Linked DNA regions of Mus musculus: all the other regions are linked to region 3. The links are chromatin contacts, called in public Hi-C, HiChIP or PLAC-seq and promoter capture Hi-C maps. All regions are on one chromosome and are shown on one strand. The core of a region is the stretch at or near the end of the contact, and the rest is flanking DNA. Distances in the headings are between cores, read along the strand shown. Region 1 holds the start of Tmed5 (transmembrane p24 trafficking protein 5). Region 2 holds the start of Zfp644 (zinc finger protein 644). Region 3 holds the start of Btbd8 (BTB (POZ) domain containing 8). Region 4 holds the start of Barhl2 (BarH like homeobox 2). Region 5 holds the start of Atp5k (ATP synthase, H+ transporting, mitochondrial F1F0 complex, subunit E).

Region 1 (5,278 bases), core at 197-2,696, 690 kb before region 3:
CTCCTACTATAGAACTTTCTGCATAATCTTACAATTTCACTTCTCTCTCATATTCCATTTAATTTTTTTTTCACTGTAGCACCTCTTTCATTGCCTTTCTTAAAATTTGGGTTACAGATATTATTAATTCCCACCTATTATGTTCAAGAGTGTAATGCACTTAGGAAAACTCAATTATTTTGAACGGATAAATGAATAAACTGCCTTCTCCCTCCCTCACTCAGGTAAAAACGGTCCTGGTACATTAATTTCCCACGCAAAATTTCTCAGGAGTAGGGTGGATTGGAAAAAAAAACAAAAACAAAAAAACACCTCGCACCTTATTGGAAAAAGTTGAGGCCTAAAATTAAACGAGATATTTTGTAGATGTAAATGTTTCTACCCTTTTCTACCCTGTTTCTGGTTTTCTTTTTAACAAATTTGCTTCTGCATAAGCTGGAAGACTTCCCCAGTCAGTGGCTCAGGAATCCATGCTACTTCACATCTATGCAACATCTCTAGCTTCGTACAGAATAATGGAGGAGAGAAAAGAAGAAACTTGAGACTAGAAAATGCTGATCAGTACTGTAGGACACCATTTAAGTCAGGCTTTTACGTTCAGCAACTTGTGCATTTTCACGTAAGAATTTTCTAGCCGTTCAGAATTGGATACGTCTGGTATTTAAACATCCTCATTTTCCTACGTTTACCTGTAGTATGTGTACGTAGAAAGGCTTATCATCTTACCTATAGGGCGGCCCTGACAACCGTATCTTCAAGTCTAGTGAAAAATGAGTTCTCACACACGCACACTCATCGAGCGAAGGACAAGCACTTTACACTCTATAAAATCCTGTGACAGGACTTTCCGCTTGAGAAAGAGTACATGGTTTTATACAGTATTTTATTTCAAGAAAGAGGTCCTCCATCTGCCTGTAGGGAGTAGAGCAAAGTCTGGCAGCCTCCTTTCCGATTCTGCCTCAAATAAAAGAAAACGCCTCACAAGCAGGCCAGGCGCAGGTCGACTGTCCCAAGAGAAAACAAACCCCTCGGGAAAGCCCTTTTCCAGCCAGGAGGCGTTTGCTCACCACCCAGATCGCAGGCGGGGTTAGCGTCCCCAGACCACGGCGCACCGCGAGCCTCCTCTGCGCTCGGAAGCCTGGGACACTCTCGCAGCCCACGACATGGAAGCCTCTGACTCTCGATGAGGAGAACCAGCGAACCTCCGAGGCGCCGAGTTCGAACCGCCGCGGCAGCCGTTGGGACCCGCCTCCCGGGCCCCGACCCCGCCCACCACGCGGGGCTCTGCGAACGGGAGCGGGGCGCAGGGCATGCCGGGAAATGAGTCTGGAAGCGCGGATGAGCGGCGTGCCGTGGTCACCTCGGACTACATTTCCCGTCGTTACCCCCGCCAACGTTGATTGGCGTGTGTGAGGGAAGCCGAAACCGACAAGTCTGGTGTGAAGGAAGGATGCGAAACCCAGAAGGCAGCCGAAAGGGGACGCTGGCCCCGCCCTCGCCCGGCCCAGTGGAAGGCAGTGCTTCCACCTTCCAAGAGAGTGAGGCTCGCCGCTGCCTGAAGTTCCCTCAGATCGGGATTTCAAATCGGAGACACCAGTATCCCGCACCTCCCTACACGCGTCCAGGCAGAGATCGACAGGGATGGGCGGCAGGATGTGGCTGCCATTCCCCGTGCTGCTCCTGTCCGCTCTGCCCGCAGCGTTGCTGCGCGGGGCGGCCGGCTTCACACCCTCTTTGGACAGTGATTTTACCTTCACGCTGCCGGCCGGCCGGAAGGAGTGTTTCTACCAGCCCATGCCCCTGAAGGCATCGTTGGAGATCGAATACCAAGTAAGTGCGGAAGTGGGCTAGCCTTCCTTGGGCCGGGCCGCACCACATGGTCGCCTCTCACCTACTTGGAAAAGGTGGGACAGCGACCGAGGTGAATCCGAGGAGGGTCTCCTGGGAAACTGGCCTGCTTGGCGCAGGCGTACTTAAGCGGGGCTCCTGGGAGCCTGGAACTCACAAGTTTGGCCAGTCCTAAAATTGACACCTACCCTCTCTCTTCCCTTTCCTCTGGTCGGAAAGAGGCCAGCACTGGTGACGTCAATGGCGTTACTCTTTGTTTCTTAATTCCCCCAAGCCATTTCAAGCTAGTTTACATACCCTACAGTTCTGAGAAGTTCGCTGTAAGGGGTTGATACACGTTCTTCTTTATTATTGGACGAAGTGATAACACTTGTTTGACTCACTCTCACCACTTTCACCAAATCCCGATATTATAAAATCGGCACGATGTTTTGAATTGTGGCTGGGCAGTGGTGGCACACGCCTCTAACCCCAGCATTCCCGTGGCAGAGGCAAGTGGATCTCTGAACAGTCAAGGCTGCATAGTGAAACCCAGTCTTGGGAGTATTGAATTGTGTCCATGCGAAGATCTCTAAGTCAGATTTTGAAATGTGTTGAAATGGACTGTTGCTGTATTTAGTGGTACATTGTCATCCCGGGTGTACATCCATCACTTTGAAATCAAATAAGATAATAGTGTATGACCTTTCTTCCATTGAACTTTGTCAGCTTTCTTCCCGTGTCATTGTTTTCTTTTTAGTATCAGCAGAATACGCTTATTATTAAATCTTTTTTTAATTCTTATGTAAAACTTTTATATGTGGAGCCTTTGGGATTATTTATAGATGTTTACAGTAATTACAGGAAGTATCTAAAGTCATAATATACAAAAATCTCAGCACAACTAAGGTTACAGCTTAATATTTCTTGATTTCCACTTGTGAACAAAAGTTTAGCATTTACTGAACAATTAATGTATGCAAGGAATTGTTCCAGGAGGAGGAACAAACTGAGAAAAACCTGGTTCTCAGGAGTTTGGGGGTTCATAGGCAGGCTTTGTTTGGGCTTGATGGGTTTGGTAGGCTGTGGTTGGATGGATGGTTGGTTGCTCTGGTTTTTGTGACAAGGTTTCAACTATGTATCCAATGGCATTGAATTCAGTATTTAGCCCAGGCTAGCCTCCGATCTCACAGGAGTCCTTCTCTAAGTCGTGTCCTCCCCCCCCACCCAGGACTGGTATTACAGCATGAACCATCACATCCTACAGGCAATTTGAATAAAGCATGATTTTTGGTTTTCAGAGAATAGGATTGTTGGAGAAAATAAAAATAAATCTGAAAATGAGTTAAGAATGCAAGGAATGAGGCCAGTTTTAGAAAAGGGAAGAATTGACTAGACATTGTGATTGTAGGATGTATAGTTTAAGTGTTCCGAGGCATACTATAAGTACTGGGGTTTTATTAGCTTTGAAGACTGTCAGGTCTTAGGGTAGGAGTAGCAAAGGAAGAAAATAGACCACACATCGAGGCAACGCAGAAGGGACCATAAATGTGTTTTGTGATGAATACCTTTTCCCTTATTTTTTGCAAGGCCATGTAAGATTAAGCAGATAGGTAGGTAGACTGTGAAAGGCAGATTTAAAGGAAGTAAAACTAGGCACAGGGAAACCAGCTATGGGTTTAGTGAAAGAATCTAGGTAAGAAAAGAAATTTTATTCATCAGAACTTTCCTTGCAAGCAAGCATGGTACTGTATGCTGATAATTCTAAATACTCAGGAGGCTAAGAGAGGAAGATGACAAGGTAAGGCTAGCCTGGGCTATGTAATAAGACCCTGTCTCAAAAGTAAGTTGGAGCACAATACAGGATGTCAACCTCTGGCCTCCACGTGCACATCTTTTAAATGGGGATGCATGCCTTTAATCCCAGCACTCCGAAGGAAGCAAAGGCTGGCCAAGCCTGGTTTTCATAGTGAGTTCCAAGACAGCCGGGGCCACATAAAGAGACCCTGTTTCCAATAAATACATTAATAGATAAAATCTTTTTAAAATCTTGACATCACATGGTTTATTTGATAGAACTTTGTATTTTCAAAGTTTGTAATATGTATTTTTCTCTTCTCTAGGTTTTAGATGGAGGAGAATTAGATATTGATTTCCACCTTACCTCTCCAGAGGGCAGAACCTTAGTTTTTGAACAAAGAAAATCAGATGGTGTTCATACGTAAGTTGATTGAGACACTGGGGGTGGGACAGGCAGGCTTGGAATGCAGCAGTTCTTTAACCTTGGACTCCTAAGTGCTAGTATGACAGGTGCATGCCACCATGCCCAGGTATCTCCATTGAGTCTGTTTAGCTGACTCTAGTGAAAGGAAGAGAGGACCAGGACGTCAGCACGTCCATAGCTGTATGATTTTGCACGGGCTTTGATAGTGGGCCGTTTTTCCAAATTAAGATGTACTCATTTCCACTTTGTCTGTCTGTCACTACAGTCTGTTACTCTATTTCTTGGGATCAAGGAATCCTCCTGCTTTTGCCTCCTCCAGTGGGTGTGATCATAGGTGTTTACTATGGAGAACACCACACCCAGCTAATTTCTTCCTGTGCTTTTGTTAATCTGTTGTGGCATTTTATATCTGCCTTCTTGGCTAAGAAAAAAAATATTTGGTTTTCTTTGTTTTTGAGACAGGATCTCAATCACGTAACTGATTGGACTGGAACTCAAAGACCTGCTTACCTCTGCCTCATGGATGCTAGAATTAAAGGTGTTCACCATGATGTGCAGCTGTTTTTGTTTTTCTTTTTGTTTTTTTTTTTCGAGATAGTGGGTTTTCTGTGCAGCCTTGGCTGTCCTGGAATTCACTCTGTAGACCAGTCTGGCCTTGAACTCACAGAGATCCATCCACCTGCTGTATGTATATATGTCTTGCCCTTTTTGGATCAGTATCATCCCCCATGGAATACTCAGGTGTGTTTAACCTTTTGACACTATAATACAATCTCCAGAGTTTACACTCAGAACTGTGTAATCAAGTTATAAAAGAGAAATTACAAAAAAAAAAAAGGTTTCATATTTTTAGCAAGTTTTACTGTTTTGTGTTGAGCTACATTCATAATCATCCTCTGACGAGCACTGGCAGCCTGTGAGGTACAGGTCAGACCCTCTGAAGAGTCATCAACCAGTTTTACATTATCATAAAAGTCAATACAAATGTTGATATACGTTGAGTATGATAGAAAGTTTTTCTTAGGAAATAATCATTACTTTCTATCTTTTTATTTTTATCTCTTTTCTATCTTTTTAAAGTCATTCCTCACTTTTTTTTTTTTAAAGATTTATTTATTTATTATATGTAAGTACACTGTAGCTGTCTTCAGACACACCAGAAGAGGGCATCAGATCTCATTACAGATGGTTGTGAGCCACCATGTGGTCGCTGGGATTTGAACTCTG
Region 2 (5,686 bases), core at 60-2,559, 740 kb after region 3:
CATGGCTCACTGGCCAAGAGTACCTTATGTGCTTGCTGGGGACTCAGGATCAGGTCCCTTGTGATATTTCCACATGATGGCCTGTCATTTGCAGCTCCAGTTTCAGGTCCTTCCTGAGGCTCATTTGGACTCTGTGGTACCAGGCATGAAGCATGCGGTGCACAGCCATACATTCAAGCAAAACCCAAACTCATGAGATGAGAATAAGTCTCTAAAGTGCATCTCCTCCAAGCAGTTGGCTGAAAATGGACACAGATTTATTTGTTGTGTATCTATCTATTCGTATATATGAAGGAAAGCTTTCATTTTGAAACAGCTCAACAGTCTAATCTCTCTTTGCCACTTTAGGTTGTAATGAACTTGAACAGGTGACAAGAATGCCTGACACACACACAGCATGAACTCTAGTTGTCAGCAGTTACTAGCAAGCGAAATAATTAGAGTGGATAGTGAAATGTTCGTTCTTTGGGATACATTTGCTGCTTCTGAAGGCACCGTTTTTCAGGAAAGATACTCCCATTCTTGACAAATAAATGTAATTATGGTGTATTCCTGTGAATGTTAATAATATCTCGAAGGCTTGGAGGTGCATAGTTCATGATTACTGCTTAACTACTAAAAAACGTTTTAAAGTTTTTCATGAGAAAAAGTTCAGCGAAACCAAAGAATTTAGTAAGGCAGGCCCATCAGAGTATTCTAGAACGTTTAGCTCACCTTCAACAGGTTAGGAACTTGTTGACTCGGTTCAAAAGCAAAGCGAATACCTCTAATTAGTGCGCTGCTTCCCTCAGAAGCCCATGGCTGAATGCTTGTTAAAAGGGAGATTTAGAAGACCCTCTGGGGAATCTATTGATTACCTGAAGAGTTAACCAGCATTTCTGACGTCTCTTTGCATGACTCCAATTTGGACAATCAAGGCATGTTCCTTAGTGCAGAATCTGCCCTTGCAGAGTCCAAGGAACCCAAATCCGGGCCTTCTTTTTGGGTGTCTTGTCTGGGTAACTGAATTTCTATACCTGATGCTTTTGCCACCTGGCCTGTTTAACATCATAAAACCTGTCTGTGCCAGTTCTCCAAGGTAGGCCTGATATATGTTGCTGGTTCTTTCAACAGCTGGAAAAGGGAACAGGTTTTTGGCAAACTAGCGATTGCAGACACCAGAGATGGGCCTATTCCACCTTAAAGGGCCTAGGCATTCCTGGTACTTGGGTCTTGCAGAGTTTGGTCGCCACCATATTTGGAGCGTGCCTACTTTGGGGCGGGAACCTCCTCCGGAGTGGTTAGGTCACCGCTGGGGGAGGTGACCTTGTTTGGTTTTGGCACGGGAGAGCAGCGGTGCAGCGTTGCTGCCGCCCCCCGTGGGTCTGATTGGCACGGGAGCTCCGGCGGCCCGAGAGCACGGGCGCGCCTCGCTGGCTTCCCCCGGCGGCCGGCGGCCAGGCAGAGGCGGGAAAGCCGCGCGCCTGCGCCGTGGGAACCGAGGCCGGAGGCGAGAAGCGGGGAGCGGAGGGGGCCGTTGGAGCCGAGTAGCGTACAGAGCGGCGTGTGACGCGGGGACGCCGCGCGCTCCCAACGTCGCCCCGGTTTGACGCACACGGCACCAAACTGTGAGTTTCGGGGGTCTTATTCGGTCGGATTAGCCCCGGCCCCGGCCGCGTTTCGGACGTCCGGGCTGAGGCGGTGGCGGGACTGAGGGTGGCGGAAGAAGTTGTGGGGGGACCCGGCCCGCGGCGCTCGGGCCCGGGGAGCTACGCCCTAGGCTGGCTCCCAACCCTCGGAAAGGACGCGTTTTGCCGCACAGGCTAAGATGGCGGCTGCTGCCGAGGAGGCGGAGTTGCTGCTGCACAAGGAGCCCGGGCCGCGGGGTCCGGGAGGCGGCGGTCGCGGGGGGCCGCGGAACCTTAGGTGAGCGGCGGCGGCCGCCGCGGGGCGGGACTCGGAGGCGGGCGCGCGGGGCGGGGGGTGCCTTTCCGCTGCGGCGGCGGCGGATCCGGTGGCGGACACAAAGGGGCCGAGCCGGGCTCTGGACTCGGGGGGTTTTGTTTAGTCACATGTAGCGGAGCAGCCAGTGAGCGGTAGGGGGAAGGGGGCCGAGACCCGGAGGTCCGGGGAGCCCTGCGGTCGCCATTGTAACTCCCCGAGTAACGGGGGCGGTCCGAGAGCAGTCAGGCGGCGCCCCGTGCGCGGCTAGGCTACTCTGTCCGGGCCTGTAGCCCCGGCCCTGGAGGTAACTGTCCACACCCCTCCCCTGACTTTGGGACCAGAGCGCATAGCCTTCCCCTTCTTCCCACTGGTCTGCAACATCTTGTGCCGCTAAGTGCCTGAGAAGTAACTCCAAGAGGTAAAAAAAAAAGAAAAAAAAAGAAAAAAAAACACTCGAAGTGTTTGGGTGGCCACGGGGCTTGGTGGGTATCTAGCTAAAGCTTTTTGCCTCTCCAGGTCTGATTCCCTGGCCTTTGTGTCCCTGGGAGCTTAATCTCTGCCAGAGGAAAGCAGGTGTGTGCTCCGTCCACTCCTCCCGAGAACATGAAGATGAGTTGTCCCAGACCCTTCCCCGTGATTGGAAACTTAGGTGGTTTCTTGTTGCGAGACTTCCACAGACGACTCTCGTGTTGGGATCCATCCATGGTTTAGCGACATTAGTGGAAAAGTTCTCTTCAACTGTTAAAATAATACTGACTTAAATGTAGTTGTTATAAAACTTTCGTATTAGCTTTCAAATTTTATGTGATAAAACTCAACGAGGGGATGCCCACGGCTTGTGGCCCTGAAATGATGTTGGTCCTGTTGTGTGCACAAGTTAATTTCCACAGAAGTATCCAAACACCATCACGTGTTGTGGCCAGTCCTGACTGATGCCAAGTTTACTGCATCTGGGAGATGTGTTGGATTTGCCTTAATCGTGTTGTAGTTTAGTTAATTTTGGCCCCACGAAGGAAAGTGTTTCAGAACCTAAACAACTAAAGTTCCCCAGATCAAGAAAACCTGCTTCAGGGCCATGTGTAAGTATCTAGGGAACTAGGTGTCAGCTATACAGCTGTACCTTATTTCCAGTAGGTTTGGTAAGAAAGAAATGGAGATTCTATATTGAAGTTATAATTCAGTGTAGACCTTTAAACTGGTGAAACCTGAGTGCTTGACTGGTACTAATGCAGTTTGTATGTTGCTGTTGAAAATATGGCTGTAAAAAGTTTTAAGTACTTTATATTGTGTTTGCATCATGCATTGTATTTCAAGTAATACTGAAGTGTGAATTCCAAAAGAGCTGGTGCCTTGTATGTGCCATTAATATAATCACATGAAGGAATATTACACCTTTAGATCTTTGAATTTTTTTTTTTTTCTTTTTTTTTTTTCTGAGACAGGGTTTCTCTGTATAGCCCTGGCTGTCCTGGAACTCACTTTGTAGTCCAGGCTGGCCTCGAACTCAGAAATCTGCCTGCCTCTGCCTCCCAAGTGCTGGAGTGCTGGGATCAAAGGCGTGCACCACCACCGCCCAGCTAGATCTTTAAACTTTTTAACATTACTTAAAACTTTAGTTTTCCTCGTTTCTTAGCTTTCTTTCAAATACAGAGAAGTTTTGTATTAGGAGGCAGGAGATATGCTAACAATCAGATGTGTCCCCTGGATCATACAGTATTAGAAAGGAAGATGGCCAAGAGCTACTGTTCTTACTCATGGCCTTAGCCCTGTAGTGAGCGAGTTAATGCTGGGATGGAAGACGGTCTCTAACTCCTACCCTAGTTCTAGTTTTGTTAGCACCTGGTAGTGGTTTTAAAAACAAGGGGCATTACTGAGCATACCCGTTAATTAAAGTGTCATTAGTGAGACCTTCTGAGACAATACATTTAATGTTATGTAATTTTTAGCAGTGCTGCTTATGTATATATTTTGAGCACTTTCCAACACTGACATGACCCAGAAATGTAAAAGTTAAAAACAAGGAACATGCTTGATAACTAATCTTGGAAAGTTGGAGATAATTGCTGTTACTGCTGCGAAAGTCCAAGGAATGTTGAAGGCCACGCTAGTATCTCTCACTTGGTAATGCCATTTTGTTGGATAAACACATAGGCCTCTCACACTACTATTTAAGTGACTTTTTAAGACCAGCTACTGCTAGTACAAGTCTTAGGAAATGCAACAAGCGGTGAGATCACTCATGGTGGAGTTCACAGTGCTGCTTGGTGTGAGGCTTGTGTGGGTCATTTACAGTGCTTTTTAATTTACTCTAAGAGGGCTGAAAGGCTAGTTCACAATTTTCAACCCTGTGTGTATTTGATTACACTTAGTCTTGCACTAATTAGGGTTACTTTGAGTTATTTTGTAATTATACAGTGAGTGTCACCTGCATGCCTTAATTGCCTTCCAGGTTTTTGAGTTTGTTCAAGTTCTAGGAGAGCTTGGGTAGCAGAAGAAAAGCTTGAGAGACACAAATGGTGGAAGGTCTATTATACCAAAGGCACTGTTACTGTGTAGGATTAAGAGTCCGGACTCTTCTCACAGTGTGACTGGGAGGAAAAGGGTTACTTGCTAAGTGTACCAGCCACACAGTAGAGACTTGGTGTGTAGAAGTTGGCTTGTCAAGTTGTCTATTCTGAGTTTATAGAACATTCTGAGTGGTTTACAGTCCTGTTAGAAAATTAAAAAGAAAGATTTAAAATTAACAATGGGGTTAATGGTGGATTTTGTAATTTGGATATTTATGAGGTCATTGTTTTTCTGCATTTATCTGGTATAGATGTATTTTGTATGTGTAAACATTGGACAGTTTATGAGTTGTAGTCCTAAAGGTGCTGTTTGTGACTAGAAGGAGATAGCTGCTTTTAGTACTACCATTTATGTCATTGAATTTTGGGAGATTTTGAAAATGACTGATTCTAGCGATAGCTCACCCTGCTGGTTGGCTGAAGTATCTCTCTTCTCTTACACAAACAAGTACCTCATCAGATCTGGAGGGTGGAACACCACATTTAGTTGAGTGTTTCATCAGGGCATGGAGTCTGTGTGAAAGGATCTTTTCTGGTGTCTGAAGGTCTCGGTTTCTCTGCTCCTTGGTTTTTCTCAGCCCTCCGTAGTTGACCTGTGGGGTTGCGTGTTTGAACTTAACCTGGAACTCTTAGGTGATGATGGGGTTTGTATGCATCTGTGTTTTTAAATTGTAGATCTCTTGAGATTTGAGACTTGCCAGGCTTGGAAGCCCACACTAGCAGTTCTCTCACTGGTGTAGCTAAGGCAGGATTGTGAATTTGAGGCCTACCTGGGTTATAAAGTTCCATGGCCCCTACAGTCCCATCTTCTTGGTCTCCCAAAATCCCCTCCCAGTTGGTCGATATTAACAAGAAGTCCTGTGATATAACGGTTGCTCTCTTAGAAGAAACGATGAGATTTCAAGAGGAAAAAGAGTGACTTTGTTGAGGTTGGGGAAGGAGGCTAGATTAGGCTAGATTGTCTTGAGATTGCCTCTGCTAATCTTTGACAGACTTTTCTATCTGTAGGGAATTGTTGAGGATTCTTGGGTCTGTAGTTTCATAAGTAAAAGTCTAGATAAGTGATTCATTCTATGGCACTTGGTTCCATTAACATAGAGTGTGTAGAGTTGAGGTCTGACAGTCTTTATGGAATGTGCCTTTCTTAGCATGCATACCACTCCCTTCCTGTGCAGCGTTAGAGAAACCCAGGGTGG
Region 3 (5,380 bases), core at 227-2,726:
CTTTCTCACTGTTCTTTGGAAGTAGCTCACACATCACACAGCAGCTGTTCTCCACTGGGTAGCCTACCAGCTTTCTTAGACCTGATATAAAAGGCACGGCTTTCTCTTCCCCATGCTTCCAGGCAGCTGATAAGACATGTAGCTTGCCTATTGACTCTGTTTTTAAAATCATTTTATTAATGAGACTATGAAGACTATGAAGAAGAGGACCTCAGCTTTTTTTCCCGATAAACATATGAGCTCAACGTGAAGATCCCCAAATTTCCACAGTTGTTCACAGTAAGATTTGTAGAATAAAGCCAGGTGTGGTGGCAGATGCCTCTAATGACAGGCAGAGGCAGGCTGATCTGTGATCCTGGTCTAGAGAGTGAGTTCCTGAACAGTCTGGGCTACATTGAGAAAAAACAACCCAAAAAACAAAACAACGAAACCCAAATAAGCAAACGAAAGTATTGTGCAATAAGAGAGAAATGATCCAGAGGTTAGCAGCATTGCTCTTGCAGAGGGCCTGGGTTTGGTTCTCATCACCCACACTATTATAGAAAGAATACGCATTCCCAGTAAGAAATCACTCCCGCACTTATCACAGGTCTGCGTATGGCTAATTAATGCCTAAGGAAGAGCTGGCCTTGAGTAAATTTTTACTAACTTATATACACACCTTAGGAGATGCATTTTCATATATGCCGTCATCTTTAAATCGAGTTCCAGCCCCAGTCTGCACTTTGAACAATTTAAATAGAGACAGGAGTCTGCAAGTCTGACCACTTGGGTGGATGGGAGGTTTGCACAGCAGAGCTATTGCCAGAATTATTTTCAGTACAGCAGTATGTGTTTCCCCCACTAGTTGATGGCCGGGTTCATCTTGCCCACCTGTCAGAATTATGCCTTCCCTGCTAAGAGCATAGAGGAATTAATGGTAGCTGTGACCCTGAGCTGCCCCGTTAAAGGCACACGGTTCGGTCCTTCATGTCAAGAAAACACTCGTTTTCCTAATTGAATAATTTTTCTTCCAACTTTTTAAAGACATGGTATGTGTTTCAGGGTCTGGACGCAGCCCGAACTCAGCAACAGCCACTGCCGGTGTGTGAACCTTAGAAACACTGGTTGCAACGCATCGTGTAGGTCTAATTTTTGTCCTCCTTCTGAGTGCCTAGACACCGGTTCCTTGGGTCGGGCTGAGCCTCCTTGGGAGGGAGGCGCCCAGCGAGACTGCAGCGAGGCGGGGAGGGAGTGAGCAGCGCTGCTCCCGCCTCCTACCTGAGCACGTCGCGGCTGAGCTGCTCCGACACCGCCGCCTTCAGCCGGCGCCGCTCCCCGGGCCCCTTCCTGGGCAGCCCCTTCCTGCCATGCCCCGGGGAACTCAGAAGGGCCACCGGGGCCGCACCTCCCGCTCCACAGTGGGCCATGTCGGCCGCAGAACCCCGGTGCCAGGCCGCGCTGGACCGGTACGGGGGCGTTCCCGAGCCCAACAGCGCGCAGCCGAATCCGCCCCGGAAGGAAAATTCCCGCCCCCACCTAGTTTGCAGCCGGTCCCTAAATGCTGCGGACCAGGCACCGCGCGCCTAGGACTCAAAGCCCGTAGCCACGTGACCGGGCGCTGCTGCGCAGGCGCACTCGCTCTGTTTACATTGGCCTGTTTGCGCCCTCCTAACTGACCTGAAGGGAAGGTCCCCAGAGCTGTAATCTGTTCTTTCTTCTTACTGGTTGGTGTTAAGTCAACCGTTTAATGAGTGTTATGGAGAAGTGACTTGAAATCAATGTGAGAAGAATTTGTATGTGTTCTTTCTGGGGTGTCTGCATCCTCTGCCCTCTTTATGAAAGATGGGGGTTGGGGGTAAGGTGGGGGATGGGATCACAAGAGTTTTCCAGTAGTGAGTATTAATGTCCTGAGCAAGGAGGTAGATAGGCATAGTTGGTATAGCACAAGTTATATTTTAGTATGCCGAGGGTCATCACATAAGGTTCATGCCCTAAATTCCTATGGTCCCAAGGCCATCTCCCTAAGGCTGCTTAACTGGGTGATGTATCTTAGCTGAAGGTTATATAAGGGTCCATGATTCGCCAAGGAATGATACCTAGGACTCAAATAGTATGTAAACACAAAGAGTGTTTTATTCTACAGAAGTCCAGCATGCTGGGGTCTCCCATTACCAAGACAGAGACAATCAAGTGAGCTCGCAGGCCTGATTTAAGCACATTAGGGGATTCTGGGATAGATAACCTTCATCTTGCTCCATCTCTAAGAATATTCCGTTACCAGGGTGTGGGGGATGGAAACTGTTGTTGACCCTTTGCCCTTGCTTCAGGCCAGGTGGCAGGACAGCTTCTGATGGCAGGGCAGTTTCTGACCAGCTGCCTAAAGCCAGGGTTTTTTTCTAGTAACTGACTTGCCTGGGCTTGCCTGGATTTGCCCAGTTCTTAGGCCTAGTCTCCTGGACTGCCAATTTGAAGCCTGTCATGGAGTCAGCCTGTATCAGACGACTCTAACAGTCTTTGATTAAGGGTCAGGATCCTGGGAGAGACTCTCCAGCCACAGGGCAGACTCTTAATCTCTGTTTACATTCTATCTACTGGCGTCAACGGGATTCTAGGGCTGTGTCTAATTATCTAAGTGGTGCCACTAGGTTTTGGTTATCAGGTGCAGCCTTGAGTTCAGTGGAATTCCTGGCTAAGCTATTTTTACAAATCTAAAATGCATGTTTTTTTGTTTTGTTTTGTTTTGTTTTGTTTTACTGTGCTCATTACACCTACTTAGCTTTGAGGAATAAATGATTTGGATTAAGAAAATGTGAAGGGCCAGGCGTGGTGGCACACGCCTTTGATCCCAGCACTTGGGAGGCAGAGGCAGGCAGATTTCTGAGTTCGAGGCCAGCCTGGTCTAAAAAGTGAGTTCCAGGACAGCCGGGGCTACACAGAAACCCTGTCTCGAAAAACCAAAAAAAAAAAAAAAAAAAGTGAAGGTTAACCCTCTCATGATTCACAGCTTCCTGTTTTCATGCCTAACTCCACTGCCCCATCTGGTTTCATATCACAACTATTAAGTTATCTGCCATTTTTTTGAGGGCTTCCCCACCCCAATAGTCCTTAAATTGTAAGGCTTTTATACTATTCTAAGTCGAGCGTGTGGCTCTAAAGACTCCAAGCTAGGATCTGCTTTTATTAATGCAAATGTGCGATATGTCAGGCCCAAATGAAATTCCATCTCTCCAAATTCTGGTGGTTAGACAAAAGTCCAGCATTCCTCGGGAACTTGTGAAGCCATTTGTGGTGTGTGTTAGCATACCAAAGTTCATGTTGGCCTCCAGGCTCCCTCATTATCACAAGTACCTGTTACATATTTCAGAGTTCGTGTCAACATGCTGCCCTTCTTACCTCCTCCACAACAGTAAATGTCTCCAGCTCATGGGCTTACCCTGCTATTTTGGCTATGCTCTCCCCCCACCCCACCCCTGCTTTCCCCCACCCTCTTCTTTCCTACTTCCTTCCCTCTGCTCTCCTTCCTATCTATCAATCTCTCTATCATCTATCTATCTCAGTCATCTATCTATCTATCTCTGTTGTTCCTGCTTCTCTCAAGCCCAGTTTCAGTCTGCTGATCATGTTCAGCCTACCCCTCCCCCTGCTCTAGACTCTTCCAGATGCCTCTAGCTGTTCTCTCCCACATTTCTGTAATAAAACCTTCCCCTTAACCATGCCATGCCATCCATTTATAAAGTGTTCTTATTTCTGCACCCAAGTTACCTCCATATATATTTTCCCAATTCCATGCATTTACATGCAAATTACGTCATTACATTTTTTTCTTTACAGCTAAGTAAATTTCCATTATGTATTGTCAGGTCCAAAGGGTACCCTAAAACACCCCATAAGGTCAGGCCCCTGGCTTGGTCCAAAATTGAGTCTAAGTTCAGCTCAAGCTGGATTGTAGAAATATTTCTGTCACTTAGATTAAATATTTCTCAGGAAGTTGTGAACTAGATTCCTTGTAAGCCAAAAAGGAGTCATTTCCATTGCCTCTGGTAGAAGTGGTATAGTTCTCTATTGACATACATCTGTGGGATCCCTATCAGCAGATCAAAATCCATCCAGGCTCCTACAGTTCCCTATTCACAAGCACCTGGTATAAATGTCAGTATCCATACTGGCCTCCGAGTCCTACTCACCCCCCACAACCCCTCTTCCTGCACTGTGCTAGTTTCTAGGCTATTGCAGCTCACAGGCTTCCCTCCTCCTGGATACCCATCCATTCTCTCAGAAATCCTAGGGAGTCCCAGTAGAGAGCCACTATATAATACCTGGAAAACCAGGGCCCCCTTCTTGGAGTTCTTAATTTCATGTTAAAATAATTTAAGAATGAAAACAGGAGCTTGAGGACAGTTTATTATCAATGAAAAGGAAAACCCCAACGCAAGCTGTAAATCTTTTTAAGTCTAAGTCTGTTTGCTTGGTTGTAAAGCCTTGTTTCTGCTTCTTATTTACTGGGTGGATGGGAATACAGGCATATGCCATTGTGCCCAATGAACATTATCTTAAGGGAGGGAAAGGCATTATAATTCCTCAAGCATATTTTACATATAATATCTGTGTGTATTAGTTTCTGTCAACATGACACAAGCTAGGGCCATTTGAGAAGAAAGGACCACAACTGAAGAATTGTCTCCATCAGACCAGCCTGTGGACAAGTCAGTGGTACATTTTCTTGAATACTGATGTGAGAGGGCTTAGCTCATAGTGAATGGTGCCTTCCCTGGGCAAATGGTCCTGGATTGTATAAGTATGCTGAGTGAGCCACGGGGAGCAAGCCAGTAAGCAGCACCCCTCCATGGTCCCCATCTCTACTTCTGCTTGAGTGCTTGGCCTGGCTTTCCTCAAAGATGGAAGCCCTTACCCAAGTTGCTTTTTCCAAGACAGTATCCATGTTACTTAGAGTAAAAACCACTGAGTTTTTCCTCAAAGGATAATTTTTATTTAGTTCATCATTTCCACCTAAAAGTTCTTTTCCTGTTTCCAAGGATGCCTTGAACATCTTAATATTAGGGAAATGTTTATACTTCTCTTGGTAATGAGTATATATAGGCTGCCTGGAGATCTATGTATGAATGAAATAATTTGGCATATGCTGGATGCTTCAGGGCAAACCTCCGAAAAGTTCTGTATGAAACCTGATCTGAATCCTTGCCAGCCATCTGCTGGAAGAGTGTGGAAACATCTAGGTCTGGCACTCCGAAAGCTGCCTGAAGCATAGTTGTCAACTCCCGTTCTGTTACATAACCATCCTCATCAAGATCAAAAAGTTTAAATGACATTTGCAGAATCTTCTCCGTATTGGATGGGTTGCACAGGACAGTTAGACCTATCACATACTCTCGGAAGTCTA
Region 4 (5,707 bases), core at 1,638-4,137, 980 kb after region 3:
AAACATTCACAGGGTTGGGGGCCTACTGAGTTTGCTTTGGAGTTTCATGGATCCCCATCCCCTGAGCGCGCGCGTACACACACACACACACACACACACACACACACACACACACACACAGAGGCCCTCTTTTCCTTTCTCTTCACATTCCATCTTTTCTTAGGTCATATCCCCATCGCCTCCCTGCCAATGTTGCGAATTATTCCAAGAAAAACACCCTGCCGACCTGCCCCGCACAAGCTGTGCCGTCAGCCTTTGAGCTCTTGAGTCGTTGTGGGCGTTGGAACAAAACAAAAACAGGCTTAAATGAATTATTTATCAAGGTCGAGAATAATTGATTTGTGCAGGGCCGTCAGTACTGGATTTTAAATGTTTCTTCCCCTTCCTCGCTTTCGAAAGCTGGCTGTGAATTGGGGCCCCCAGCTCGAGGAGCGCTTCATTTGGATTGTTTTGGGGGTGATGGAAACTCTAATCGATAACGGACCAGGAAGGAAGAGTAGCGTTTGCCGCACTCCAGGCACCCTTCCGCCCTTTCCGCAGGGGTCATCTGTGCCAGGGGCTCAGGGTGCCAACAATGTCTATCCGGGGCTTGGGAGTCTGAGATCAGTTGCCTCAGTAAAATCAGACCCCAGCCCGTGGTCGCAAGCTCTGAAGGGAAGACCAAGGCCTAACCTGGGAGGGTCTGCAGGGCTAGCACCCAGTTCTGGCGCCAAAGACTACTACTGTCTAAAGACTCTGAGGCGGCAGCCTAGACAGGCCCGTCGCCACCCGCGGGGGCGAGCCACGTGGCTATAGAGGGTTTCCTGGATCCCTCAGGCCACCAGCGTCTGCCTGCAGCACGTCTTGGCTTCGGCTCACCAACCGTAGTTCCGTGATAAATAAATGTCTGCTCGCCTAAGAAAGGAGAGTGCTATCTAGATGGTCTTGGTAGCCTCAGTACCTTTTCAGAGACAGGGGGACGATAAGTGACACCATGACGGTAGGAAACAGCTCAACACACTCTTGAAATAACGCGGGAGACACCCCCACCCCAACCCGGACCAAAGATCTAGATGTCCTTAGGATGAATCACCACCATCTTCCAGATCTGGGACTCACCCCGGAGGAAGGAAGATCTCAGGAGGTCATATGCCTCCGGGATACCTCTCAAGAGGGTCCTCAACCAGACAAGAAAAGAAAAGAAAAGAAAAGAAAAGAAAAGAAAAGAAAAGAAAAGAAAAGAAAAGAAAAGCAAGGCGACGTCCATAATCGCCACTAAACCCTGTCCTTTACTGACATCATTCTATACGGTCACGGAAACGATGCCAACCACGCAGATTCATAAGGTTCTTAAAAATGGTAATTTGGAGTAAAATGTAACTCAAAGAACTTTGAATCATTCATTAGCACCTTATAATTACTCTGCTAATTAGGTTGACACGGCACTTAATCAGGAGTAATACGCCGGCTTGTCACTGGCGCTTCCCATTACTCTGACATTCAACAAGAGACAGGTTGGAGACGTCCTGAAGAAAGAATGCAAGTTGATACCCTCCGACAAGGCGGCGTCACAGTCGCGTTCCAGGTCCCAAATGGATCGGCGGTGACTGTTTCCTTTCCAAAACCAAGGCCTGCCACAGTGGGGAGGGGATGGAAGCATTGGAGGGAGGAGCTGCGGGAGCTCAGGCTGCGGACCAGCCACCCAGTTCCCGCGGCCCCACAGCAGCCTGATGCCGCAGGGAACCACAGCTGCCCGCGCCGCTGGAGAACGCCTCGCCCGGGGTTTTTCCCGGTTCGGGAGAAAGTGCTTGGCCCGGCATTTCTTCCAGCACAGGCTCTGACTGGAGACAAAGCGGGATTTGGAGCCAAAGGCCCGATCCTTCCCGACAGGGGGGTCAAAGATGTAGCCCCCCAGCTCAGTGCCTCTCCTGGATCTGCTACCCGGTTGGACCGAGCTGGAGCGCACCGGCTCCTGTGGGGAGAGTAGAGCTCAGACGTTGCAGGCCCACGCGGAGCTCTGGCTCTGGTGTCACACACTTCCCCGTGGGGTCCCTCAGCACCTCTATCCCCTGCTCCTCGTGTTTCCGCTCTGCTCAAGCGTGCTTGGGAACCGTGCGAGCGGGGCTGCGCTGCAGGCCACCGGGAGCCGCAGGATCCTTTTGCCCTTCGCGGCCTCTCCACTCACCCTCCAATCTGACTTAGCACGGGCACATCTAACGATCCGTACTGCTTCCCCGCTTCCCGCCCGGGGGCTCCCTTCTCCAGTGCCCTTCTGGTCTCTCCCCATCTCCCTGGCCGGGTACTCGTTACAGTGGGTACCACTTGGACCCCTGGAGTAGGCGTTGGGCTCAGGGCTGCGGGCGCACCGAGGTTCGGTTCTCAAAAGAGCAGCGGGGTTCGAGGCGCGCTGCTGACGGGCTGGCCAGGAGCGCGCCCATTGGCTCCCGGCACGCCGGCGTCGCTGGCTGGCGCGCAGCGGCCAATGGGGCGCGGGGCCCGGGCGGCGGGGGCGCGGGCGGGGAGCGGCGGCGGGGGCCGTGACGTCACGGGAGGGGGTCGGCGCCGCCCGCGAGCCCGCGGATGACAAGCCAACGCGCGGGGCAGCGGCGGGAGTCGCCGGGCGCCGCCTGTCCGCGGTCTCCTGCGCCCGCGCTTGCTCCTTCGCTGCTTCTCCTCCTCCCGGGGCGGCGGCGGCCGCGTTCGCTCCGCAACTTTCCAACAAAGTTCAGAAACTCGGCTCCGGGACTGCCGGGTCACGCACGGCGGTCACCTCCGGGACCGCCCGGCCTTAGCGGTCGCTGCACCTGCTCCGGCCGCCGCCGCCGCCGCCCGGGATCGGGCAGTGGGCAGACCCAGGCGGCGGCGGTGGCGGTGCAGGTGGCGGCGGCGGGGTTGCTCCAGCGGCCAGCATCTTAGTCTCGGTGCTGCTCTCCGCTGCCACCGCCCACGTGCGCGGTGGTCCAGCGGAGCGGAGCACACCTTCCCGCTTGTGGCATTTGGGGGCTTTCCCCTCAAATTTTTTTCTCTTTACTTTTTGTATAAGGGGGAAAAGTTGAGTCGAAAGTGCCCACCAATTGTCACCTCCCATTATCCTTCATTCCCTCCCCACTTTTTTTTTTTTTTAAAGCAGTGTCAACGCTTTTTAGTGTCTATTTTGTTTTACGATCGGTAGTTTCCCTTGCTTGGTCCCGGCGGCGGCTGATCCGCGGAGTAGCGTGGACCTCATGTAGAAATGACAGCAATGGAAGGGGCCAGCGGGTCGAGTTTTGGAATAGACACTATTTTGTCCGGTGCCGGTTCCGGGAGCCCCGGCATGATGAACGGGGATTTCCGATCGCTCGGTGAAGCGAGGACAACGGATTTTAGGAGCCAGGCCACCCCGTCACCCTGTTCGGAGATTGATACCGTGGGAACGGCGCCCTCTTCACCGATCTCGGTCACCCTGGAACCCCCGGAGCCGCATCTTGTGACAGACGGACCCCAGCATCACCATCACCTCCACCACAGCCAACAGCCGCCGCCACCATCCGCGGTCCCCGCGCAAAGTTTGCAGCCTTCGCCCCAACAGCAACCGCCGCCGCAGCCGCAGTCAGCAGCCCAGCAGCTGGGCTCGGCCGCCGCGGCCCCCAGGACTTCCACCTCTTCCTTTTTAATTAAGGACATCTTGGGAGACAGCAAACCCCTGGCGGCTTGTGCACCCTACAGCACCAGCGTTTCTTCTCCTCATCACACCCCGAAGCAGGAGAGCAACGCGGCACACGAGAGCTTCAGGCCAAAGCTTGAGCAGGAGGACGGCAAAACCAAGCTGGACAAGAGAGAAGACCCCCAGAGCGACATCAAATGCCACGGTGAGTTGCGCCGGAGCTGCCCGGGTCACTTGAGTGACCGCCGAAGGAGAGGGGCCTAGGCGTGCGATTTAGCGACGCACCTTAAGTTCTGTTGGTTACATTTCTGCCCCACAACCTTTGCGGCCATCCGGCTCCGTTCTTTGTTTTACTTAATTTTAAATGTGCTGGAGGAAGGTGGTAACTGAAGAGATAGGATGGGAGACACTTTTCGTTGAAAACAGAGGCTTACTTGGGATTTTTTTTTTTTCTTCTTTTAGCTGAGACCTTGGGAATGGGAGTGGGAAGGGGTGGAGAGAAGCTGGTAGCCAGTTGTGGTTGTCTAGGTCTGTGATCACAACTTGATGTTTATTTTTGAATGCAATACCACCCCAGTATTTTCCAAATGCCCCCTCCATGTTTTCTAAATGCCGTCACAGGAATTGTCTGATTTAATGTTAGAAAAATTTCCAACATTATTACAGGAGCAATTCATTTTTACTAATTGATGATTAATACAGAAAACAAATCATAGCCTGTTTTTTAAGAACACCCTTCTCACCGATACCCCTCTTCTGGCCCTTTCCAATAACAAATATTTGTGAAAACTAAATTTTATGGAATTTGTTTTTGTAAAATCAAGACAACAATGGAAATTTATCTTTTAATACCCTATTTTCGTCTTGGGCAATTTCAATTTCATAAGTAACTGTTCTTGTCTTTGCATTGCAAAAGATTTTAAAACACCAGGGAGATTTCCCCCATCTTTAGTGGTATTATTATTATTATTATTATTATTATTAATGCTTAATTTTTCTCTGGTAAGGATTGCAATCTAGAAGGTTCCTACCTTCTAGGACATGGGCTCTTCATTTTACTGTTTATAGCATTAGCATAATAGTGCCCCAAACAGATGTACAGTCTGGTCTGGCGATTTCTCGTTCACCAACCTCCCCAGTGGGTCAATTAGAGAGATTATTGTTCTTCCTGCAGGGAAGATCAAGGAGTACTGCACAAACCGGTACAAACGGAGAGGGATTGACATATCGATTTCCTAGCATTTCAGCAAAAAACCAAACTTGACAAATAGAATCCGGAAATTTCTGTGCTGTCACCTGGATGGGCTCAAGTGTTTTTTGAGCTCAGTTCAGTGACACATTCTCTCTGAAGCTTGGAAGGGACCCGATACAGAGGAGGTCTGCAGAAGGTTTGAGTCTTAACATTTTCCAAATGCATCTGAAAAGAAACAAAGGCATCTAAGTTCCAGCTAGCAGGAAAAATATTAGAGCAACGTCCTGAAGTCTGCCTGTCTTGAAAACAGAGTAGAAAGACTTTGGAGAGTGCCTTACAAAGAACATCCCTTTGAAAACAACAAAGAGGAGCATAACATAACCTCCTCTCAGACCAAAGAGAACTAGAAACAGGAGACCACAGACACTTAAACTCTCTCAGGCCTCTCTGCTCTCCAAGGCCCAGGAAAGGGTGTGGGGGTGTGGAGGTGTGTGCCAGGTGGACACTCCTCTCTTCCTCGGTTCAGGCTGATTTACAGAACCCTGTCACTGTTTCTACCCTAGGAACAAAGGAGGAAGGAGACCGGGAGATTACAAGTAGCCGAGAGAGTCCCCCCGTGAGAGCCAAGAAACCTCGAAAGGCCAGGACAGCTTTCTCAGACCACCAGCTCAACCAGCTGGAGCGTAGCTTTGAGCGGCAGAAGTACCTAAGTGTCCAGGACCGAATGGACCTGGCGGCCGCACTCAACCTCACTGACACCCAAGTCAAGACCTGGTACCAGAACCGAAGGTGAGGAGAGCCACTGGGTCCCTGCAGGCCAGGCCGGTACCATCTTCTCTCCTGGAGATGCGGGACAGAGAGTCACAGGGTCTGTAGTGGGTATTCTTGGGGCA
Region 5 (5,621 bases), core at 1,250-3,749, 1.0 Mb before region 3:
AGCCTTAGAGAAGGTTAGACTGCCTGCAAGGGGGTCAGTCTTGACACGGCCCTCAGGTTTCCCATTACTCATCTGATAGGCAGAGTTCAGGGAAGCAATATGACTTGCATTCTGTCACTGATGCCAGACACGGGATTTCTGGGGTGAGAATAAGGGCAGGAGATATGGGAGTGAGCCTGCAGGCTGTGTGGGATGAAAATGTTCAGAGAATACAATGAAGTGAGCAGATGAGAGCCCCCACAGTCCCATAGTTTAGAGCATAAATAAGAGGAGCAGGAAGTAGGACCTCAGCAGCCACAGATGGGACAAGTGGGAATGGATTGTGCATCTGATAGCTGGGTAACTCCTACCCTGGTACATTTCTAAACTGTGACATCTTCCACATTACCAGAGGTGGGTGTTTGTCCAGGTGTGGGAATGATAGTTGAGAGTAAAGGGCCTCAGTTGGGCTCAGCCCAGCTACAGGGGTGGTAAGCTCTGAATTTGAGAGGGCAAGACCCAAGGGAGGATCTTGGCTGAGCCTGGGCACAGCACTAAAGATAGCAGCACACTGGGAATATTTAGATTCTGCACACAGCTGTCCCCAACAGGTGCAGAATCCTCCTACTGGTGTCCTGAGCTATGTGGAACCTTAACCACTTCCACTGCCTGACAAATGACCCCAAGCAACAGCAGATGTCAAGCCATCCGTGTGTATGCTTGTGCCAATGTGTGTATTGTAAGCCTCTTCTGCCTCTACGCCATGTAGCTTCTGTGTACCCACCCCTCAATCCATACTCCCCTTGGTACCCACCCCTCAATCCACACTCCCCTTGGTACCCACCCCTCAATCCACACTCCCCTTGGACCCCCAAAGACACTTGCAGTTCTGGAAGCTTGAGCTGCTAAGGAGTCAGGTTTATTTTAAGATTTAATGAGGGAAACCTGTTTGATCACATAAGTTATCTAACCAGTTGCTCAAGATCAGGGAAGGGAGGGGGCTCAATGTGTAGATGACCATGAGGGGTGAGGAAGTTTACTTGGTGCCTTGTAGGTTAGCATGCCTTTGCAGCTTCCTTGGGGAGCAGTGAGTTGGCAGGAGGGCAGGAATCTCACTGTGGCTCAGGTAGGGATGGGAGTGAGGAACGTCTCAAAGGCAAGGTAAGAGTATGTGGAGCACCTGTGGCACATGGCCTGGGTAATTCTCGTCTCAGTTTAGGAACATTTCTAGGATTCTAACAGAGAAGAACTAGGGCTTTGACTCCAGATCAAATGTAGGCAAAGTTCCAGAGCCTAGGGCAATGGTTCCTCTTCTGATGGCCCCGGAGAGCTGGGTACCTATTATGAGTCCTGCAGTTTTCATTGCTGCATTTTATCCACTTTATATTCATAATTATGTTCTCTTTATAAGTATGGACTATAAAGAGTCAGGAAAAGATACCCCATCCCTACAGACTGTGTACCTTTCCAAGCCCTGGTGCAATGCAAAACTGAGGAGGCTGGTTCAATCAACAGCCTTAGGAAGATTTCAAGTCACTATGGGGCATTGGGGTAAAGCCAGCCATTCAGTGGGTGGCTACAATCTATACTATGACAGATGTACACAAAGATGCTTGCCAATAGACACAGCTGATAATCACCTTGTCTCCATCTTGCCCCATCCCAGGCCAATGATGCTCAACTTTCCTAATGCTGTGACCCTTTAATACAGCTCCTTATGTGACCCTCCCCATACATAACATTATTTTCATTGCTACTTTATAACTGTAATCTTGCTACTGTTATGGGTCATAATGTAAATACTTTTGGAGATAAGTGTTTGCCAAAGGGATCACAAAGGGTTGGTCTAGACCGACATGGCTGCTAGAGAGGTACCCACTCTGGGGACATGGACTGCAGAAAGGTAAGTTTGGCAATCTGGGTGCTCCATGGTCAGTCTCTATGAGGCCTGAAAAGGAGGTCAATAGGACTCAGGATCTGTAGTCCTGAGAGTGTGGGCAGGGAGATGCAGGGGTTAGCCTCATTTGGATGAACATTACCTGTAAAGCCCAATGGAAATTAGGAGCTCTGGGCGAGAAAACACTGGTCGGAGGACATATGTGTCCAATGCCGGAAATTGCAGGAAAGCCCTGGAAGGTTGCTGACCTCTCAGGAAGGGCCAATACAAGTTCTGTAATCTCATGCCCAAACCCACCGCACCCAATGGGCCGCTGGAGTCGGCCAGGTGTGCTCGTCTGTTCCAAGAGATAAAGGGATTGTTTGCGTGCTCCAGTCCACAACAGGTGGGCGACAGATTCCAGGGCTGGTCAGTCATTACACGCCGGTGCTGAAGTAACGAGGCTCTGTGTCACCACCCTTTTGAAGCCAGCTTACACTAACAGCCTAGACTTCCTACCTGGAGAGTAGTAACCAGCCCCGTGGGAACGCTCGGCTATCCTCCAGTCGCTAGGGGGCAGCGCTTTCACTGCGGCGCATGCGCCTTTCTGGCTTCAGGAGGCGGCTTTCATTCTCTGTCTTCCGCCTCAGTTGAGCTTCCGGCGCGAAGGTCACGGACAAAATGGTGCCCCCGGTTCAGGTCTCTCCACTCATCAAGGTGAATCCTCATCCCCGTTGTTGCGCGGTGCTCAAAGCTCCTCTATGCCCCCTTTCCCCTCCCCTCCCGTGACTTAGCATTGCCCACCCTTGGGACTGCTGGCTGTGGTCTCGAGCAATCCCGGCCCTGCAACCCTTGCACACACACCCGCCCCGTACTCCCTCTCCCAGTACTCCTCGATGTCCGACCCCTGCGATCCCCTTGTTCCCTCGGTGTGCCTTCTACTATAATGTTTTCTTCTGCAGTTCGGCCGGTACTCCGCTCTGATCATCGGCATGGCATACGGCGCCAAGCGCTACAGTGAGTTTGGGGACCGGGAGAACGGGATTCCGGGTGAAAGGCTGTGTGACACTGCTCGAGCCTGCAGTTCCTTGGGAGGGAGATGATGCCAGGCCCTAGAGGGGGGCAGGTGGGAACAGCTATCTGGAGATTTTGGAGTCGGCTTTTTCACGAAGCAGCATTTTCAGAGAAGTTAATTGCTTCCACTCCCCCCCAGGTTACCTAAAACCCCGGGCAGAGGAGGAGAGGAGAATAGCAGCGGAGGAAAAGAAGAGACTAGATGAGTTGAAACGGATTGAGAGAGAACTGGCGGAAGGTATGGCTTTTAGCCTCTCCCAACACCCCCGAGTTTTCTGGAAGTAGCTGCTGCTTAGTGGACCAGGGGCTGCCTCTCATCCCATGACTGTTTTGTCCAGTGCTGTCCTCCGTGGAGCCCAGTGGAGTGTGAGAGGCATACTGCCCCTTCTCTTGGGTAGCATCTGCAAATTGCCTTTCGAGAGGTTACTGCTGAGCAGGCTCTCTGACCCCTCTGTGTTGACTTCCTGTGGATTCCAGTCAGATGGAGAAGGCAGTTGGGGATGCAAAGGATGGTTTTAGTAATGAAGTTAGGGTTCTCTTGGAATTAGATTCTTGATTGTTTAAAGCCCAAGTCCCCGTAAGGTGGCCCAAGTCTGTATAATGTTTGACATGGTCTCTTCTCACTTTTCAGCTCAAGATGACAGCATTCTCAAGTGAGGCGTCAGCGAGCTTGCTTTTCTCTAGTCGTTGAGAACGAATAAAGCTTCATTGTGTGATGCTGTGGCTTCCTCTCTCTTTACTGTTTGCTTCTAGGTACCGGCTCTGTGGTTGCATCCTGGCTTTTCCTTGGGTAGGGAGGGTCGGGGGTGGGGTGCAGTGGGTGGAGTTTCAAAGGAATTAATGATCATTACCAGACACACAGACAAAGCGAGAAGTGCTGGGGCATGTGAAGGTGCAGTGGTAAGGCCAAATTAGGGCTCCAGGGATGCCGGGGTAATCCCTGGAGTGGCCTAGCCTCCTGGAAGCAGCTTGCTCTGCTCTGATCTGCACTCTTCTGCTTATGTCAGCAGCTCGGGCCCAGTACAGGAGGATGGGTGTTGATGCCTTCACAATAACGTGGGTCTTGTGCCCCCAACTGATAATTCTTCTCTAGTTCTTAGAAAGTGACCTAAAGCTGAACTATTCAAGGAGGCCTGGACGACTAGGCCCTTGTGTCCAGCTGGGGTGCTAGTTAGTTCTTGTCAACTTGACACAAACTAGACACCCGGGAAGAGGGAGCCTCTGTTGAGGACTTGTCTATCAGATTGGCTTGTGGACATGTCTGTGGAGCATTTTCTTAATTGATGGTTAATTTGTGGAAGTGCCCAGCCCAGTGGGCAGATGGTCCTATAAGAAAGCAGTGTTCTTCCGTGATTCCTGGCTCTTGCTTCTGCTCGACTGACGGAGACTTTGTAAACCAAATAGAGCAAACCCTCCAGGTTGCTCTTGGTTACGGTTATCACAACAACCAAAAGCAAACTAGAAGTGTTACTGCTACCTCTCTGTTCTGGGCTTTGGATAAGTTTTCTAGGTCTGTAGCCTGTTTTTGTTTTAAAGTGAGTAGATCTACAAATGTAATGAGAGCCAGCATATACATACTTCAGAGCTGTTTATTTGGTTTTAGAGGCTGAGGAGCTGCTCATGGTATCCCACTATTTGGGGCTCTGAGGGTTAAATTTGCCACCCCTATGCCCCATAGTGCTAAAGGCAAACTTCCGGATGTCTTCTCTTCCCAGGAATGGCCCCATCCAGTTAGTGCTGGCCTGTCAGGAGGACAGATTCTTTGAGATTCCCTTAAGCTTGTTCTTTGGCAGATAGTGCCCATCTCAGAGGTTAGTCTTGTGAGGGCCCATTGGACTGCCCCTGCTTTACCTTCCAGGCTCCTCTGTACAGCTGCAGCATCAACAGCAAACAAAGCTGCTGGCTGCTTCCTTCATTAGGGTCCCACCCAAGCATTCAGGCCACTTGCATTTGATCTCAGCTCTGCTCACAGCCTTGGCCCAGCAAGCAGAGTTTCTCAACAGGCCAAATGTGATGTGCCCTCCAGTGCTGTCAGCATGTGTGGTCCTGGTGAGTTACTTTCTGTGTTGTTCTGATTTTCTGGGCATATGTTTTTACTGAAGCAGATGGAACTGAATACGTATGTACAATAGTAGAGCTCTGATTCCAGACACATTCCACAGATCCTTTATAAAGATCTCTGTGGGATCTTTTATCAAACCAGATAAATATTATGGGCCAAACCATTTAACTTATTCATAGTTGTTTTTAATTTGTAAAAACACCTTTAAAATTTCAAAATATCCAAAGTTACATTCGATCTTTTTTTTTTTCCTGTTCCTAATGGCTTATACCAAATTGCTATAGGCAGAGTCCGTATGCAGTGGGTGAGTGGCAGGAGGGACCCAAAGCCATGAAACACGGCTTATAGGATACAGCAGGTCGAGGACTTGGGTGCTGGACCACCATTGCAAACTTCTGTGCCCACTGCAAAGGAAGATAAGAGGGTGAGCCTTCGTCTTCTATAACCAGTGCCCTCTGACCCTGTAGGTTCTCCCTGCGGGGGCTGAACTAGGTCTGTAGCCAACCCAAGCCGATTATGCTGAGCCTTGCTTAGCACTTGAGCCTCTTCGGTCACTATGCCCTGATTACTTTCAGTCCTGACCTCCTATGACCCAGAAGCTGTGCTCTTCAATGTGCTCTTACAGTGGCC

Evidence for each region. Promoter capture Hi-C pulls out the DNA fragments that hold promoters and counts their contacts. A called contact is a pair of places that touch in the nucleus more often than the background predicts. HiChIP or PLAC-seq counts read pairs in DNA pulled down with a chosen protein or histone mark.
Region 1: a contact with region 3 is called in a Hi-C map of regulatory T cells, with 7 times the contacts expected there. The contact joins the promoter of Tmed5 here to the promoter of Btbd8 in region 3. A contact is called at or near these places in 1 of 39 promoter capture datasets (pre-B cells) and 2 of 484 Hi-C or Micro-C datasets (both in regulatory T cells).
Region 2: a contact with region 3 is called in a Hi-C map of muscle stem cells, with 4 times the contacts expected there. The contact joins the promoter of Zfp644 here to the promoter of Btbd8 in region 3. A contact is called at or near these places in 5 of 39 promoter capture datasets (the 3T3-L1 cell line, the C10 cell line, liver and 2 more), 7 of 484 Hi-C or Micro-C datasets (CD4 T cells, CD8 T cells, the G1E-ER4 cell line and 4 more), 4 of 115 datasets of contacts at active chromatin or transcription factors (astrocytes, embryonic stem cells and memory CD8 T cells) and 2 of 9 other capture datasets (adipose tissue and liver).
Region 4: a contact with region 3 is called in an H3K4me3 HiChIP or PLAC-seq map of embryonic stem cells, with 9 read pairs. The contact joins the promoter of Barhl2 here to the promoter of Btbd8 in region 3. A contact is called at or near these places in 4 of 39 promoter capture datasets (embryonic stem cells, liver and stem cell-derived epiblast-like cells) and 3 of 115 datasets of contacts at active chromatin or transcription factors (astrocytes, embryonic stem cells and large pre-B cells).
Region 5: a promoter capture Hi-C map of erythroid cells shows a contact between it and region 3, with 6 times the contacts expected there. The contact joins the promoter of Atp5k here to the promoter of Btbd8 in region 3. A contact is called at or near these places in 1 of 39 promoter capture datasets (erythroid cells), 3 of 484 Hi-C or Micro-C datasets (B cells, CD4 T cells and CD8 T cells) and 2 of 9 other capture datasets (adipose tissue and liver).

What each region holds. Positions count from the first base shown.
Region 1 is chr5:108,128,788-108,134,065 of GRCm38.p6, reverse strand. Tmed5 (transmembrane p24 trafficking protein 5) reads left to right here and starts at 1,446. Exons shown (of 4, transcript NM_028876.3): 1 at 1,446-1,830; 2 at 3,951-4,048. The coding sequence starts at 1,642. Ccdc18 (coiled-coil domain containing 18) reads right to left here and starts at 1,152. Exons shown (of 29, transcript NM_028481.1): 1 at 1,068-1,152.
Region 2 is chr5:106,692,453-106,698,138 of GRCm38.p6, reverse strand. Zfp644 (zinc finger protein 644) reads left to right here and starts at 1,309. Exons shown (of 10, transcript NM_001363318.1): 1 at 1,309-1,607; 2 at 2,440-2,496.
Region 3 is chr5:107,434,026-107,439,405 of GRCm38.p6, reverse strand. Btbd8 (BTB (POZ) domain containing 8) reads right to left here and starts at 1,476. Exons shown (of 18, transcript NM_001378266.2): 1 at 1,261-1,476. The coding sequence starts at 1,409. Lpcat2b (lysophosphatidylcholine acyltransferase 2B) reads right to left here. Exons shown (of 2, transcript NM_027599.3): 2 at 4,367-5,380. The coding sequence ends at 5,049.
Region 4 is chr5:106,455,346-106,461,052 of GRCm38.p6, reverse strand. Barhl2 (BarH like homeobox 2) reads left to right here and starts at 2,887. Exons shown (of 3, transcript NM_001005477.1): 1 at 2,887-3,827; 2 at 5,378-5,603. The coding sequence starts at 3,212. It overlaps Gm33151 (a long non-coding RNA gene), which reads right to left and starts at 2,461. Exons shown (of 2, transcript XR_389476.3): 1 at 2,165-2,461; 2 at 1,314-1,610.
Region 5 is chr5:108,431,277-108,436,897 of GRCm38.p6, reverse strand. Atp5k (ATP synthase, H+ transporting, mitochondrial F1F0 complex, subunit E) reads left to right here and starts at 2,499. Exons shown (of 4, transcript NM_007507.3): 1 at 2,499-2,572; 2 at 2,818-2,872; 3 at 3,069-3,167; 4 at 3,561-3,652. The coding sequence starts at 2,537. The coding sequence ends at 3,586. It overlaps Gm34319 (a long non-coding RNA gene), which reads right to left and starts at 2,497. Exons shown (of 3, transcript XR_003955776.1): 1 at 2,375-2,497. Pde6b (phosphodiesterase 6B, cGMP, rod receptor, beta polypeptide) reads right to left here. Exons shown (of 22, transcript NM_008806.2): 22 at 5,155-5,395. The coding sequence ends at 5,334.